Regions from separate parts of the Gossypium hirsutum genome. Here region 1 is linked to region 2. A link is a contact called in public Hi-C data. All regions are on one chromosome and are shown on one strand. The core of a region is the stretch at or near the end of the contact, and the rest is flanking DNA. Distances in the headings are between cores, read along the strand shown.

Region 1 (3,047 bases), core at 218-2,717, 170 kb after region 2:
TTATAATCAATTTCATCACAATTTGGTTCATACAAGTCTGAATTGCTTCCCAAGAGCGGATATTTCTGTGTTAATAAGCAAGAAAACAGTTCTTGTCAAGAGTCATGGTATAGTCAATATAAAACAATGATGCATGCAACAATGCTAGAATATAGATAACTTGTTGACTTCTACCAAGGTTTCTTCAGCTGCGTGATCTTCTGCATCAGAAGTCATATGACTATTGCAGCAGCTGTCACCCGTTATTTGACCATTTCGCATGGAAGTATCGGGATTCTGAGCTTGTGTCTCAGATGATATGGTATCTTGGAGAAGATCCGATGATGTATCATCATCAGGAGCAGATTTTGTCATGGCAGCCGAACATACGGTTTGTTCAACCTCATCGTACTTCACAATATCATTCTTCTCTTCCGGTTTATGAAACAATCGACATAGAACAAAAGCACTCTGCACCAAGAAAAAGGGTCCAAGTCATATAGTCATTCTTGTTTTTATTTGAATCAAACCCTTAACTAAGAATAGCAAGCCTAAAAATTAAGAAGGAAAACCTGGCCAGGGGCGGTGCCATCAAGGTCCTCTATAGTGGGACGGTACTCATGCATGATCCAGTAAGTACGCTGGCCCTTGGGAGCACGGCCCTTGTAAAAAACCAAAGTCTTCTTCATGCCAATCAGTGATTTTTTAGACTTAATGGTTCGATCCTTACCCGTTGCTTTCCAATATCCTTTATCCGTAGCTCTGTTGGAACGATGGCTGTTCGGGTACTTCCTATCAAGCGGGCAAAAGAAGAACCACTCTGGATCGTCCGATTTTATCACCGACAGTCCTGTATTTAAATTCAACCATCCCAGCAATAAAAATTCAGAATTTAACTAATTTTGGAACATAAAAACTTTTTTTCGCAGAGAGGAATTTCAAAAAAAAAAAACCCGTAAGTTTACCTCAAATTGCAAGTTGGAGGAATCGAATTTATGAAATAAAATGTATATTAATTTCATATATTGAGCGAATAAAGCAAAATTTTCAGCTGACGCTTTGGCTAAGGCTAAGGTATCAAAGAATCAAAACAATACTTAAACCAATAATTTCTTTCTTACGCAAAAGAAAAAGAGAAAAAAAGAAATACCAGGCAAATCCCATGGCTCCCATTTGCAGACATCGATTTCAGGAATGACACCAACCTCGGAATGACGACCGTTGATCTTCAATCTAAGGTAATGATTGATGAGCTCCTCATCAGTCGGCCTGAACCTAAACCCTAAAGGCAACGTTTCCATCGTTAAAACTGCCATCCTTTGCTAGTTTTCAAAAAAATAAATCTCGATTCTGAGTAAAATTGTCTTCTTCTTCTTCAGTGACTATCCAACTAGATTACTTAGGTAGGTAAATTAGTTGATTTTCAGTTGAGAGCTCCGTCGGGTCGCTTTCGTCGTAGGGTAAAGCCGCAAAGCCAAGTAAATGTGATATTGGTTTTTATTAAAGCTTTTTCTATTGGTTTTTATTAAAAGAGAAAAAAGAAAAAAATTATTTTGCCTCGTGCGCCCGGCTGTCTATAATATTGTGATATTTGACCAGAAACTTTTTTATTTGGTTCATTCACGTGCTTTTCTAGTGTTCTATATATATATGGACTAATTGCAACCAGATTTAGATTCTAAAATTACTACTAAACTTCAAAATATATTAATTAAGGTTAAAATGTGCTTCAAGTCCTTGTATTCTTTGTACATATGAACTTTATTCCTCTTACTTTTATTTTAATGAATTTAGTCCCTCTGCTTTTCAGATTTAAAAATACATGTTCAATTGTTAACATGGCCGTGAAGTGAGATTTTCTTTTAAAATTTCAAAATATTGCATCAATAAAGTTAAGAAAAAAATTAACAACTTAATAATTAGATCTAAAATTTGAAATTTAAAAAGTAGAAAGACTTAATTATTAAAAATAAAAATATAAGGACTATGTAAAGAAATCTTAAACTTTGACTGAAAATTGCTTACAGAAAAATTTTGATATTTTATTATATTTGGATGATTCCACGTAATCATTTGATTTTTTTAAAAATCATTTTTCAAAGTTATTTTAAATAAAAATGCATAATAAAAATTATAAAATATTATGGAAATATTGCCGTTTGACAAACTAGTAATGACTATATTATCTCATATAAATTTAATATTAACTTAATTTGAAGTTATAGGTATGATGTTGGACGGTGAAAACACCGGAGCCAAAAGGATAAATGAAAACAAATATTCATTTACACTATTAAAATATTATTACTAAATATTTAAAAATTATCATTTATATATTTAATAATAATAAATTAATAAAAAATATTTTTCAATAAAATATTAAGAATACTATTTAAAAATTAAAATAATTATTAATGTTGAAGTCTATTATCAAAATAATATTATAATATTAGATATCAATATTTTAATATTTTTAAAATGAAAATTATTATTAACATAATAATATTTTACTCAATTCAAATTAATTTTATGTAAATATTATATTACTTATAAGGGAGTTTTTTTCTTTAAAAAAATGGTCTTTTGTTTTTTTTAAAAAAGACAATTTCATAAAAAAAAGCTTATATGTCAAAAATAATCATTAAAATATGCAAAAAAATTCAATTAAGTTTATGCAATAAATTCGCACTCAATTAAGTCCTTTCTATTAACTAAAATAATCAATTAAGCCCCTCCGTTAACGATTCCTGTCATTACTCACGTTGACCGTTAAAATAAATTGATGAACCAATCAGATGGTGACATGCGGCAACTTCTGAGTTAATCTAATATTTTTCCATTAAAATATTAAAAACTTATAAAAATCAGAAAAAAATTTATAAAAATATAAAAAAATTTTAAAAATTTAAATATTAAAAAATATATGAAAATTGATTTAAACTTTTAAAAATTATAAAAAATTAATAAATACTATCAAAAATATAATAAATCTAATAAATTATAGAAAATTATAAAATTAATAAAACATATTTAAAATTTTATAAAAATGTATTAAAATTCTATAAAAA
Region 2 (3,171 bases), core at 659-3,158:
GTATTCGTGAAAATCAGACCCGGGTTAGTTTTGATTTGGCAGTGCACAAGTCGAAGGCTAGAAGTCCTCCAGCTTCTAAGCATAGATTCGACTCAGTTAATTCCCTGCATAGTTCAAGATAGGCCCGTGGCGGGGTTTTGGCAAAGATGGCATTGAAAGAATTCGTGTCAAGGTGGAGATTGTTAGAATTGTGTGACCCAAATTCTAAAAGATTGCTTGCAAGTCAAGTTAAACAAAAATATATTTTCTTTCTAGAAGATTTAGTATTTATTAGTATAATATATTTAGCATTTATTAGTATAGTTTATTTGACTTACTAATTTAGCCTATAAATAGGCTCCTTTACAATCTTAGAATTAAGAGACACCCATTAGATTAGAACTCATAACACATTCAGAGAATTTTGTGTTTAAGTTTGAGGGTTCTTTGTTTTTCGGGTTTTCGGGGTTTAGTTTTTATCTCCATCTTTTGTACTCTTCATTCTTTTGCCATTATAGTAAAATTATCTTTGCCCATGGTTTTTTATCCTCTTTTGAGGGGTTTTTCCACGTTAAATTTGTGTGTTCATCTTCTCAATTTCTTCTACTATTTTTACTTGTTCGTTGCTTATTCGGGACGATCCTAACAGCAACCTTTGTCTCCTACACTTAATGTAAATTGTCTCAACACTCGACCTCTCCTATTGAAGTTGGTAAAATCACTCTCAATCGATGGATAGTTTTCTTTATATTTACACCAGTGAAATGGATTCCCAAGATGAACTATGTAGTGTTTTATTATTTCCTCCACAATGGAGGATGAAGCTTCCATTAAAATACTTCAAGCGCTATCATAGTGATAAGATATCCTTGAAATGAGAATAAGATAGCTTTAAAACCATATCATATTGCTTGATATCAATTTGTCAATCTTGTCCATTAATATCCTCTTAATAAAGGATAGTAAAAATTCCATAAATCTTGAACTTAGAATAAAAATCAATCTTAGTATAAACAAATCAAGATTACCAACAAACAATTTTGCACCAACATATTATAGTAGGGAATTCCTTCAAATTCTTGACCATTTTTAATAAAGGAGGAGAACTGTGTCTAACAGAATATTAGGGTCCATGTCCAACCTACTTGAAACTAATGCATTGCCTCTTGACGGCAAATTCAAAGAACTTTTGCCTTGGATTTCACGTATTTTGGTTTCCTTAATGTTTATGGGCAACTATTGTACCTAAATATATAGAAGCCTTTAGCTTTGAATCAATTAAACTGGTTAATTGCAGTTTTGCTTCTATTTAATGAAATTCGTCCACAATAAAGAGCTTCCATTTCTTTCACAATAGTGCCAAAATGTTGGGCAGCTTTCCTTTTTCGTCCGTAACAACCATTCCCCATGAACTAGCATATACATGAAGTTCTATGCAACCAACATTTTGATCCCATTCTCTCAACCCTAATAATATAAATTATTAAGACTATTTAATTATTTGATGATATCTTAAGAATGAATCAATCAAATTAAGTTAAAAGTTGATTTGTTTTTGTTAACTAGCATATAAATTTTTATATAATTAGTGAATGTTATGACACTTGTTAAAAATTTAATTACCTGTTAAAGAAAATTATTAATTATAAATTTATATACTAAAGGTGCATCCAATACTAATAAAAATTTAAGATGGATTTTTTTTTTTTGGAACTGAATTGATTGATGGGTGATTAGGGAATAATATGAATAATAGCAAAGATGAACCTCTCAATTATCTTTCATTTAATATGATAATGACTTTTCAACTTCACAAAGCCATCACTTAATTACGGGCTTAGGCAGTCTAGTATAGAGGTTACAACTTAATAGCTTGGACGAACCTAATGGTGTTTTCCATTTAAAGAATTTGGCTGTTTGAAGTTGGCAAAGTTTCAAAGTTGGCAAGCCAACCCTGCAGTTGGAGGTTCACTATCTTTGGCCTAATTGTGGATTGTCCCACGGATTTATGGAAGAAATTTAAACCCTGTAAAACGCGCCTACTGACTTGAATCACGTTGGTCAATGGTGTGTTTCATGGTCATACATCAATTTCTATGGACGGATAGATGGGTCAAATCACTGTTATATAAACAAGTGGGAGCGTATCCATAGTAGGCAAAAAATAAAAATAAAAAATGGAGCATTTGCAATGTGATTTGAAGTGCTTAAGCAGGGATATCCTAGCTGATATCATGGCTCGACTAGATGGTTCAACCCTGGCCTCAGCTGCCTGCACATGTTCTGACCTTCGAGGCATAGCTCGAAACCAAAGGTTATGGAAGCAATTGTGTAATTCCACATGGCCTTCCACTGCACTCGACGAAGCCCAACACCTTATTTCATCATCAACGGATGGTTTTCGCAGATTCTATGCTGATTCTTATCCTCTTATTTCGAATGATCACAAAGATGCCAACAATTACTTTCCTATACAACCAACCCTTATTTCTCCGTCTAATTTTGCTTTGTTTATAGATGTTTATTATAGAGAAAAATGTATTACTTCCAGTGTCTTAGATGGCATACCTATGGAAACCGATTTCGGCCAAGATGATGACACAACAACTGGTCTTATGAGTTGGGTATTGAACTGTCCATTCAAAGTGGTACCTTCAGATATTAATGATGAAGATATTGAAGATGGTGACGATGGACATGACTTCGTATCACTTGTGGGAAAAGCAGATGATCGTTGCAATGAACTAAAAGAAGGGATTCGATTAAGTTGGGTGTTATTAGACAAGAAGAGAGGAAAAGCTGGAAATCTATCAAGCTGGAAGCCATTGTCGGTGAAGAAAATATGGGCTTCTAATGGTGACTATATTCTACATTTTGGGTGCATTATCCCAGTCCAAGAGAGCCTACAACTGCCTCACAACTTGGCCAAGTGTCTTATAGTGGCAAGATGCAACATAGAGGAAAAACGAGGGTATTTGAGATGGAAAGAGGTAAGTATGCACATTGAGGACACTAGTGGAGCATATGTAAATGGTGGCAAGAGTTTAATCATCTTGAACCAAGCTCTATATTGCTCACGAAGTAATAATCGTCATGCTGTTGAAAAGGGTTACATACAATTTGAGGGACGAAAGCAAGAGATTATAAGGAAAAAGAAGCTCGAAGAAACCTTGGCTGATTGGCTTTGTATAT

What was found. A called contact is a pair of places that touch in the nucleus more often than the background predicts.
Region 1: a Hi-C map of leaf shows a contact between it and region 2, with 3 times the contacts expected there. The contact joins the promoter of LOC107950123 here to the promoter of LOC107950125 in region 2. A contact is called at or near these places in 5 of 34 Hi-C or Micro-C datasets (callus, leaf and petal).

The regions. Positions count from the first base shown.
Region 1 is chrD03:36,121,702-36,124,748 of Gossypium_hirsutum_v2.1, forward strand. It overlaps LOC107950123 (protein NTM1-like 9), which reads right to left and starts at 1,468. Exons shown (of 6, transcript XM_041090022.1): 1 at 1,130-1,468; 2 at 552-834; 3 at 175-450; 4 at 1-65. The coding sequence starts at 1,152.
Region 2 is chrD03:35,954,124-35,957,294 of Gossypium_hirsutum_v2.1, forward strand. LOC107950125 (probable F-box protein At2g36090) reads left to right here and starts at 1,909. Exons shown (of 1, transcript XM_016884899.2): 1 at 1,909-3,171. The coding sequence starts at 2,157.